2 separate regions of the Danio rerio genome follow, and region 1 is linked to region 2. Evidence: chromatin contacts called from public Hi-C data. All regions are on one chromosome and are shown on one strand. The core of a region is the stretch at or near the end of the contact, and the rest is flanking DNA. Distances in the headings are between cores, read along the strand shown.

Evidence for each region. A called contact is a pair of places that touch in the nucleus more often than the background predicts.
Region 1: a contact with region 2 is called in a Hi-C map of an unstated tissue, with 3 times the contacts expected there. The contact joins the promoter of sema6d here to the enhancer-like site in region 2. A contact is called at or near these places in 1 of 18 Hi-C or Micro-C datasets (an unstated tissue) and 1 of 4 datasets of contacts at active chromatin or transcription factors (embryo).

Annotation. Positions count from the first base shown.
Region 1 is chr18:43,284,674-43,290,428 of GRCz12tu, forward strand. It overlaps sema6d (semaphorin 6D), which reads left to right and starts at 1,889. Exons shown (of 18, transcript NM_001017682.2): 1 at 1,889-1,937.
Region 2 is chr18:42,858,083-42,864,021 of GRCz12tu, forward strand. No RefSeq gene overlaps it. Among named protein-coding and RNA genes, the nearest start is that of dmxl2, 140 kb to the left of the region's middle. Within about 2 kb of position 2,794, at least 5 of the 62 cell types and tissues checked have an H3K27ac peak or open chromatin away from gene starts, as enhancers often do.

The DNA of each region.
Region 1 (5,755 bases), core at 639-3,138, 430 kb after region 2:
CCTTATATCATGTTTACATTTTATTGTTGAGAAAGTAAAACAACGTAGCCAGGGTGATGTGAATGAAGTTATAAAGTACACTGTTCCCTTTGAAGATTTACCCGTGTCCTCGATATAGTCTGTTTTCCATATCAAACTGAGAAGAAGAGACTGCAGCCATGATCAAACTTGCGAAGTTTTAACTTACACGGAGAAGATGCAGGACTGAACTGTGCGTGTTAGGCTACTTAATATTCAGGAAAAGCCCCAATCAGAGAGGCGAATGTCTGCAGCCCCGCCTCCGTTTTCAAATGTCTCCGTTTTCCATCATCCACACTGAGACGGAGCAGCTGCGTTTCAGAATGAAAATGGCCTCTCCAGCGTTTTCGAAACGCTCCGTTTTCGGCGCTCGAGAACTCCGGCGTAGTGTGGACGGATGGCGTAACCGTAGCAAAACTTATGCGTTTTCAAACTAAAACGCATTAGTGTAAACGGGGCCTGAGATTTCAATTATTAAAAGGAGCTCTGAAGGTGCAACCTTTGAACAATAAAAAGCCCTTTGGGAGATCTTAAAAGGTACAATGTTCACTTTTCAATTTATTTTATGCTCTCTATTTCTCTGTCATGACTTGCTGGTGAATTTATTAAACCCATCTAGGTCAGTGGAACAAATCCTCAAACTGTTACCTGTGCATCCAATTTCTGTCTGTCCATTTACCTGCAGGATGCATTAGCATTTTGAGCCGGACCACCACAGTTATACATGCATTTAATGTTCTAATCGTTATATCTACTCCAATTGCAGCAGAGAGAGAGCTACAGACTGCCGAGAGCAGAGATAATATTGACTTTTAAATGCTTGTGTGCATTTTCACAACATTTATGCACTTATAAGAACCGCAATACTAAATGCTGTTGACTGCAGTGTCTCTGCACAGCTGCCAAATCCTTTAACAATCTGCCACGTTCTTTGTGTTCACTATCAGCTTGGACTTGTTAATGTTCACACTCGTACACAATAAAGCGAACAGTGAATGTGTAACTAATTCACACAGCAGCTTGTGTTAATATTTAATTGATCAACAAACAACTCCAAAATGTATTAATACCACATATACCACAAGCTGGGGTTTTATCTGAGGAGACATGCATATGCCAACAATAAGCTGAGAAAACTTTGATCGCAGCTGCATTTGATGTGCAGCTTATAACCGAATGTTTTCAGTATGTGTCTTTCATTATTGAAAATGTCTCTGAAAGGTTGACGGTGAAAATGCATGGGAGCGCAGTGTCAAAAGAAATTCTGTTCGCTCCTTCCTTTTTTTGCCTCAAGCTGAAAGTCAAGATTTCCTTCCAAAGAGCAGTTCCAAGGAGTGTGGTTCGCTGTCCTCCCTTCCCAAAACAGTTCTGTGGAAAAGATTTAACAAGCAGCTTACTGCTGGGGGAAGGGATTGGGAAGAGAGGGGGGCCCCTCAGGGTCACCAAGATGTGAGGGCCTCTCACTTACACACACACTACAGACTCTGAATGTTTTATTGGTGTGTTAAAAAGTGTTTACATTGCAAAAGCATTAATAAATATTCTATACATATCTTCATATACATAAATATGTACACACATACAGACAATAAAGGTCTCGCACTTTGGCAGGAGAAAAAAAGAAAACAGCCGAGCAAGGGAAAGAAGCCAAAAACCACATCTACTAGCGCTGGAGTGGATAGAGGGAGCAGAGAGAAAAAAGAGAGGGAGAGGGATAGAGAGAGGGAACGGGGAGGGATCAGTTTCTAGGCTAGGCTGTGGTTGGCTCTGCTGATGGATGGACTCGGGATGGATCGAGTTACACCATTTGCCGTGCATTAGTTTGTTTTTCCCCGCTCAGAACGGACAGAGACACTTCAAGCTTGACTCAGAGTTGTTGCGATCCAAATCGCGTAAAGAAAATCACGGATTCAGATGAGGTGAGTTAATTTTGTAGATAAAATGTGACGTTGCGAGCGCGTGAGGTTGAGAAAATGGGGGAAACGAGAAGAAGCGACAGGGAAAAGATTTCCAAAACATCAGAAGTACTCTAGGTGCTGCGCAAAAATAGAACTGGAGCTATTTTTATTCACCCGTTTACACAAATACGGATTGTTTATAAGTGGAGAGGCGCACGCGCGTAAAGTTCTTCATTCTGAAGAGTAGATCTCTTGAGGTAATTACTTAGTTGGTTTTTATTTGGTTTGGGTTGTATTGGTTTGGTTTGGTGAATGACGGGGGGATGGTACTACAGGAGAGGGAGGGTCTTGGTGCTATTTGATCGGTGAGCTTTTGAAGATCACAAAGCTTTATCCCGAGGACGAGCTGGACGAGCCCTTCGGGCTCTGGGAATTGTTTTGCGTGCTTCGGATAAAACAAACACATGGGGATCTTCTGGTTTTATGGACCGAGCTGCACACATGCTGTCTATCTACACTGGATTTAATACCGTGAATCACTTTGGAATATAACCGGGGAGTGTTTTGTAGTCTACATTTGGAGAACATTCAGGTAGGATTTCTGCTTTCCCTTTTACACTTTGTTGTCACTTTGAGTTGACTATAATCTTGATTACAACTTTTTTCTTGTTTTATTTTGTTAGTTTTTTTTTTTTTTTTTTAATTAGACCAAACGTCTGGAGGAAAGTAGTATTGCTTTTAGCATTATTAATGAAAAAAGGCAGTGCATTACTGTCACATCCTGTTGATACAGAGGGTTATTTCTGGGAATTATATATTCCTTTTGTATTGTTGTTTTTTCCAAATTATTATAATAGAAACAAAAATATAAAGTAACAAAATAGGGCAGATATTACGCTGAGACTGAAAAAAATAAGAAAGAAAAAGGAAAATTCCCCGACTATTACAAATAGGCAATAAGCTTACAAAACATTTTAAATTTAAATAAAACAATTCATGATAGGCTACATATATTTAAAGAATATTGTACACCGCTTTCTATTTTAATAGTGTTATTGGAATGTTTTTGTTTAAATTGACAGCACATGTATGCTAGAACATTGTATCCATGAATGCCCCTCAAAATCGGTCCCAGTTAATTTCTGACATTGGATGAAACAGATGCACTTTAGACTCCCACTGTCCCGTAATGATGAGGGATCGAAGTTCGCATTATAATATACAAGGAAGATTTAGTGCCTTAAATTCATCTAACCTTTGCCTGGGAGTTATGTGATCTCATTCAAACTGATAACTTTTAAACAACAATATTTCTGCTGCCTGTATTATGGTCCAACGTGAAGGGAGGGAGTTGCGCTGCTGTTGTTGGAGCCCACGGTCATGCATTAACACAATCAATTTCCCAGCAGAAGCCATTACCGACCCAACACTCCTCTGTTGTCTTTATGCATTTACTGCAACTCAAGAGATTCGTCACAGCTCGGCTCCAGCGTGAACACTTTGATTCACATGCTCCTTCTGAGACGGATTTCGGGTCCGGTTCCGATCTGAGAGAGTATTGTTTGAAGATGTTTTTTTTCTGTTCTTCTTTACTGAATCCGTAACTGTTGAGTGACAGCCGTGATGCGCGTTCATAAACACATGTAGCAAATGAAGCGAAATAAATTAGGCGTTACGTTGAGTGGCAGCCGTCAAAAGAATGAATGAACTAGTGAGTGAAAATGCACAAGCACAATCAAATGTCTTGTTTTTCTCGTGCTGATGCAAAAAAAAGCTAAGGCAAATGTTAACGGCAAAACACGACTTAAAATAAATGTAACAGATTAGCCCATTTAAACGGCGTTCCTTCATTGTCTTTACTTTTTTCATGGATTAAAAACTTAAGTTTAAATTTAGTACATCTGTTTCATGTCCATGGAATAAAATTTATAAACATGTCTTATACCCTCACCCCGCTTTATTTTAATATAGTAGTTCACAAATGTAAACATAATGGGGAACAAATGCATACGCTAAACAACAAAGGCTAATGCTACATGTTTGTGCTGAGCTTTTGGTTACATTGTTATGTCCCCATAAGTACAGTAAACATGAAATCACCTACTTTGTTTGAAGCAGAAAAAGATTTAATTGAGGTAAACTGCTTCATAAACAAACCAAAAAGTGTCTTGATTAAAATTCAAAAAGCAGACAGACATCCTCTCATGATCAACCTAAGGGTCAAACATTGAAAATATAATTTGCTTATGGAAAGCATCTCCAAAAACTGTCACCTTAAACGAAACCACTGTTTATGTAGGCTAATAATAATTTCACCCCATAATTCATTTTTAAGTTGGTTAAATGATGTTAGAACTCACCCGCCTCTACTATCCACTACCCATTACTTGCTGTTTGACCATATGGAAGTTAATGAGAGATGCTGTTATCCTAATGCACGCTTTTGTTAATTTGTGCTTCACAAATGTGTGACATTGAGTTTAAGAGCTCTGTCTGTGTGAAACTATAAACACACAGCGCAAGAGTGTGCAGCCCCCATGCGTCTCCTCTTATCTCTGCTGAACCTGTCAACCCTCTTTCAGAGATGCCTGATAAACATCTACCTCTTCTGAAACCTCACCGTAAAGCAGTTTCAGCACTTTTCATGTGGGTGTGTGAATAAAGTCACTCACAACAGCTGGCCACAATTGTGTCCACTAAACCCACGCCAGTCCTGCTGTCAAGTGTTCAGCCTCGGTCAGGCTTGAGTAACTGATTTAACCTTTTAAAGCATGGAGGTCTCCTCGCTGGCCTGGACTGAACGGACCCCGATCTCACTATTGTTCCTTTAACATCCACACACACACACACCTGCAGGAAGGGGCTTTTGGGGGAATGGGGGCTGGGAGTGGAGCTGCACAGGTTGGGCAGAGATCTGTTTTACAGCTGTGGAGTAACAAGTTGTGACTCCTCAGCTGTAATCCCACTGTAAACAACTTTATGATTTCAGTGCTCTTGTGTGGGAGAGCTCTAATCTCAGCGTGAGTGTCTGAAACCACACATATCACAACTGTTGAGTTGTGAACACGCATCTGAGGGGCCATTTCACAACATCATTTTCCATTTATATATATCTTTCTTATTCTTTCTATTAATTAATGAGTAACACAATAAGGTTCCATTTTAGTTAGTGAATGAATAATGAACAGTATTACAGTGTTATTGATCTTTGTCAACATTAGTTAATGAATATAAAGTTAATTGTTTCTTCACATTAACTCATGGTACTTTAACTAACGTCAACAAGCACATCTTTAGATTTTAACAGTGGATTAGTAAATGCTGTATAAGTGTTGTTCAAACTTATTTCCTGTTAGTAAATGCATTGACTAATGGAGTAAAGTACTTTACTTGTTGTAAAGTGAGACCAATTAATGGAACTTTTGTATTAAATAGACACAAATTAAACTATCACTAATTATAAAAAAGATACGTATAACCTATTTAAATTAGCATAATTCTTATTAACTAATTATTGAATTATTTGTCAGATCAGTGTAAAGAAACAATAAATAAAATAGTGTTATTTATAATAGTATTATTTATAACAAATGATGAATTTGACTTTATACACTGCAAAAAATGCTTTTCTTACTTAGATTTTTTGTCTTGTTTCTAGTCTAAATATCTAAAAATTCCTAAATCAAGAGGAATTTTCTAGACAAGCAAAACATATTGTCTTGTATAATATGCCAATATTAAGTGGGTTTTTCCTTAAAACAAGCAAAATAATCTGCCTATGGGTTAAGCAAAATAATCTAACGTCAAATGAAAAAACTATATTAATTTGCTCACCCCAT
Region 2 (5,939 bases), core at 1,544-4,043:
ACCGCTTGGCAAAGTGACAGAAACGTACCTAAACATACACTGAAATAAAAAATAATCATTTTTTTCTTAAGGTAAGTGATTGCAAACAATTTAAACTGCCTGGATTTAAACAAACACGTCACTAAATGTATTTATTTTTAATTCAGCCTATAACAATCATTTGCAACCACTTACCTTAAAAAATCAACCCAGGCTCATTCTAAAAACGTAGTTCTATGGACATTTCTGAAGACTGCTAAATACGTCCCGGGAGGTATGTATTTTTGCAGTTTTTGTTTTTGCGAATCCACGAGAGGCCGCTGTGTACACTTTTTGAGATCTCAAATTTCTCTCGCGAGTGCCATTCATGCATGCGTAAACACACCAGAGGCTGCTGTTGGCTGACTGAATGATTGACTGGCCAACCGACCAATCAACTAACCCACCCTCCTCCTTCCCTAAATCCAACCAATTTTATCGATTGACCCGCCCATTTACTTCCCTAAACCCAACCAATGATTTAAAAAAGCCGTCCAAAAAAAGAAAAGCCCTCGTCTGATTTTTACCACGTTTTCAGATTTTACCACATTCTCACCCTGTTTTTCAGTAGTTCATTTATTAATTTTATTTCCTTGTTTTTGTCTTACCTGATTTCTGGAACTGCTCTTTCCCAAACTTGAACCCCGTCGTCGTTGTGGTCAATTCCTTTCTGCATCTCAAGTTCACCAATGTACACGATGAGCTAAATGGACAAATTAGTTGAGCGGGAAAGCCCTCCACATGGAGGTTAGCAGTCAGCTGGTAATTCGCGGTCTCCAGAAATGTCCATGGGGCTACGTTTTCAGAATGAGCCTGTGTTGTGAAAAATCTAGCCAAGCTCATTCTGAAAACGTAGCCCTAAATACATTTCTGGAGAGTGCAAAACATGTCCCAGGAGCTACGTATTTTGCAGTTTTTGTTTTCGTGAATCCACCAGAGGCTCTGTGTACGCTTCTTGAGATCTCAAATTTCTCTCGCGAGTACCATTCGCACCTTCTCTTCTCACATAAATTCACTCGAGGCCGCTGTCAAGTGACTGACTGAATGACTGACTGATCTACTGACCCACCCTCCTCCTTCCCTAAACCCAACCAATGGTGTTTTTAAAAGCACCGATTGACTGATTCCAGCTGTGGGGGCGTAGTAGCTGAAGGTGGATTCACCCTGCTTTGAATGAATTGGAATTTCTAATTTACTTGATCCTAATAATCTGAGTGATCTGTTTGGTTTGTATTCAGTGAGCATAACTGTAATGAATTTAGGCCCTATGTCATTTAGTGATTTATAGACAAGTAATACTACTTTAAAAGCTATTCTGAATGTAACTGGGAGCCAGTGCAAAGACCTGAGGACAGGTGTGATGTGCTCTGATTTTTTAGTTTGAGTCAGAAACATTCTGGATGAGCTGCAACTGTCTGGATGTCTTTTTGGGAACGCCAGTGAGGAGTCAGTAATCCACCCTACTGGTGATAAACCATTAACAAGTTTCTCTCAAGTCCTCACTGGAAACAAAAGATTCTTGCAATGTTTTTGAGATGATAGTATGCAGATTTTTTTCCAGTGATGAGTTGCGAGTGGAAGGGCATACGCTGAGTAAAACATATGCTGGATAAGTTGGCGGTTCATTCCGCTGTGGTGACCCCAGATTAATAGAGACTAAGCCTAAAAGAAAATGAATGAATGAATGAGTATGCTGATTTAGTTACTGTTTTGACATGACTCCAGAATCACACCAAGGTTCTTGAACTTATTTTTGTTGTTTGACCCCTAGCGTAAAGGTACATAAGATGGAAATCATGGTTGTCACTGTTTGTTTGTGATCTTGCTTAAGTTTTATTTACATCCTTTTTTTTTTGTCATTTAATAAAAGAATGTGTTCTGAAATCGAATACTTTCTTGATTTTGATTAATTGCAATACCATTATGTAATTTCTATATAACATAATTGATTGTGAAAGTAGCCATGTTGGTACTTTTTGCCTACCTGAATTCATTTTCTGATATGATGTGACAATATAACGGCACTTTTAATAAAGACTTTTCAGACTCACATTCATTTATTTCAGCTGAACAGATTTTTTAGTGGCATTTAATGGATATTGCACATAGAAACTCGTATGAAATGCACAGCAAGCTACATAATAGAAATCAACACACAGGCCTGATTTGTTTTGTGAATCATTTAGCTTTACAATGCACAAAGGGAAAAAAAAAAAAAAAAAAAAAAATTAAAAGACTGAAATTGGTCATAACATTTTTTATTCTTTGGATCATTGGATGATGATTTGATGAACTGCCGCCACACAAACACACAGGCACGCACAACCCTTTTAATGAATTATCCTTCTCTGTGATGTTAATTGCACTAATGAAGCTTGGTGAATAGTCCACATTATGCCTAATTTACGTAAAAAGGAGGCGTGTTTGAATTGAAGAGAATGACAGTGACTTGACTCACATTTTGCTCCTGGCTAAATAGAATTCGGTGACTGGGTTGTGAATAAGAAGGGTTTTTTTTTTTACTAAAAGTAGTCAAAATGTTGCCACCCAAGTACAAAAAATATAAATCAGTTGTGTTTGTTTAAATAGTTGTATGATGTCACATTAAACTCCCTCTTACCCGGCTTTCTCTACCCAGATTAAAAGGAAAATAAAGTGTTGCTATTAATATATTCTTTTAAGGGAACTTTGTTCAGCAGAGCATGAATCCTCTCCTTTCAGGCTGCGCTATCCTCCTATTCCAGTTAAATGAGCTGAACATAATGTGCATGAGCGGTAAAAAACATTTGGAAACGTTGGGAAATGTTCCTTCTGCGTCTGAGTGAGGTTTTGCTGAGGTGACCCTAACAAATGTGTCTTTGAGAGGAGTCAAGAGCCAGTTCAATGCTGATGCAGACAGAAAACATTAGACCTGCCCATCAGACCAGGCTCTTACTTTACACAATTATTCTACTTTATTTCTGTGCCAGGGAAATGCGATGTCAAATCCAGCAGGGAAGAGGCTGAATTCCACCCTCCAGCTGGAGGACACAGCGTCTTGCAGACACTGACATTCCCTGATCGGCGCTAGGGAAATGTTCCATCTGAAAGCGTCTGGAGAAAAATGTATTTATCATCTTGACAGCTATCCAACAGCAGTCCCATGGAAAACTCACTTTAGGAATTGTTTGCAGTGCATCATGGTTTGATTTTAAACAAACAAATAAACAAACAAACAAACAAACAAACAAATAAATAAATAAATATTTACCAAACTATGTACAAAGACAAAAGTATACACCTTCCTTTTAGATATTTTCCAAGTAATGTTTAATATGAAAAAGAAGGACAAAAGAATTTCCTATTATATTTTTCTTCTGGAAAAAGTCTTCTTATAATTTGTTTTGTTTGTCTGGGACATTTTTAAAAGTTTAAAAATAGCTATGGTAAATATATATATATATATATATATATATATATATATATATATATATATATATATATATATATATATATATATATATATACATTTTTTTTTTCTCAATACTATTAGGATCAGGTGACTGTGCAGGCCAAGGAATACATTTAATTTCACTTTCATGTTTATCAAACACTCTGTTACCAGTCTTGAATTCTGTATTGATACATTATCATACCCAACACCACCTTCAGAATACAACGTTTGAACCATTGTGTGCACATAGTCCTCTACAATGGTTCAGTAGTCCTTGGTAGTGCCGGCGTGTCAATCTAGCACAAGTGCTGGGCCTAAGGAACGCCATGATATTGTAGCCCAAACCTCACTGATTCACACCCATGATTCACTCTGGGCATGCGCCAATCTGGGTGGTACACTTCCTTGGGGCTTGTCCACACCATAACTTTCAGGATGTAGGAAAGACAGTGAAGACAGTGACTCATTAGAGAAAAATACATGTATTACATTGTCCACAGCCAAATATTTTTGCAAAGGTTTGGCTATAGCAGGCAGGTATATTGACTGCTACAGCCAAACCTTTGGTCACCAATACCAGCAAAAATATATTGGGCTGTGGACAATGTGAAACATTTATTCACAATCTGTTTGGTCACTGTGCAGTATAATTTTTTTCTCACTTAGCTACACAACAAACCGCTGTTGTCAAATGATTTGCCTAATTAAACAAATTTATCTAGTTGTTGTTAGGTTTTTTCTTGACTTAGGAAAAAAAAACTTGGGATTAGAAGGGCTAATAGTTTTGCTCTCAATTGTATGAAAGTCATATATCTTGTTTTACTCGTTCAAACTACTTCATTTAAAATGAGCTGAAGCTACACAATTCTTGAGATTTCATTGGGACAACTTATTTTTTTTAGGTACTGTCCACATAAATTTGTTAAAGGTGTTACGTTAACTTAATCAATTTGTGTTGGGACAACATAAATGAATTGTGTGGAACTCTGCATTTTTTACAGTGTAGTTGGGGTATGATAAATACAGATTTCACTGGAAATAGGTTTGGGGTATAAGGTCAAACAGCATGAAGCTTTATCATATTGTTTAATTTATAGATATTATTGAGGCGGACTGATGCAGTACATTAATAACCATAATATAATACAAACATCCTTTTAGTGTCTTGTTTTGAGCTGTTGTTTTCGTGCCCTTTGAATGAAACCTCCCCTGGCAAACATGCTGTCACGCTTGACTGAATTGCCTTTAATTATGTTCACCTGAGGGCCTGGTGCTAGATTTAATCACTGTGTGGGCTGCACTGCTTTATGTTTATGTTTAGGTAAAAGGGTAAAAAATCATCACAAACATAAACATTCAGATCCGTCTACCGGCACAATGTCATAACAGACGCCTGCAGCTGCAACCCACATTGAGAATCAATTTCAGGAAAAAATAAATAAATAAAAAATACAGAATGCAGTAATGTTTTTCAACTGTTTTGATGTGCTAAATGACAAAAAAAAAGAAAAAAAATGTATTTAGTTTTTTATCAAAATATTAAAATATGGTTCATGTTTCTATTTATTACAGCTGCATTTTTGCTGATAGACCCAAAGTATAAATATTTGAATGTAGATTTTATTTATTGCATGAGAGATTAGAATTCCTATCAATTCAATTCCTTTCAAACTATTAATAATAGTTCCTTTGCTGACACTTTAAAACCCATACATAGCCCACTGTATGTGATGTGGATAGTCTTGTCAACTCAGCTGAAGTAAGAATTTTCCTGAAAAGTCATGAAATTATTCACTATACACACATCATTTGGACAAGATACATGTTTTACCAGAAGATGCCCTTCCTGATGAAATCCAGCCCACTTGTGATCACCCAGTGCTGGAAAATACCCTTACACTTTCCCTTTCACACATTATGGTCAATTTCGTTTATCTAGTTAACCTATATCGCCCTTGGACTATGTCCTTGGTCTGTGGGGAAAACCGAAGCAAACCAGACAAATGCAAACTCCGCAGAGAAAGGTATAATAATAACTATGTTGTAAACTATAGTGTTATTTTTAGTTTATGCCTGTAACCAGCAAATGCCCTCATTGTACTTTAGCACATATGACCAGTGAATCTAGCTCGTGTCATCAATCCAATCAAACAGTTGATTCAGCCATCACAGTCAGGCCATGTACACACATACATTATTATTTTTGTAAACTGAATAGTTTAAAACAACACACACATCCACACATGCACTGTTATAAATAAACAGTTAAAACCTGTGGGCCGGTTAAAATGAATATAAAACTGTATATAAAATGCTGTACCACTGAGTACAGGGTCTTAGTGTAGTGAAATAAAAACAACACAAATTATTGTTTCCCTAGTATTTTTAATCCTTGTATGGTGTTCGGGTCTGTGAGACCCGTTTTCAGTAAAAAAAAAATTAAATTAAAAAATTAAAGAATTATTTTTTCAACCTGAAATTATTTTCC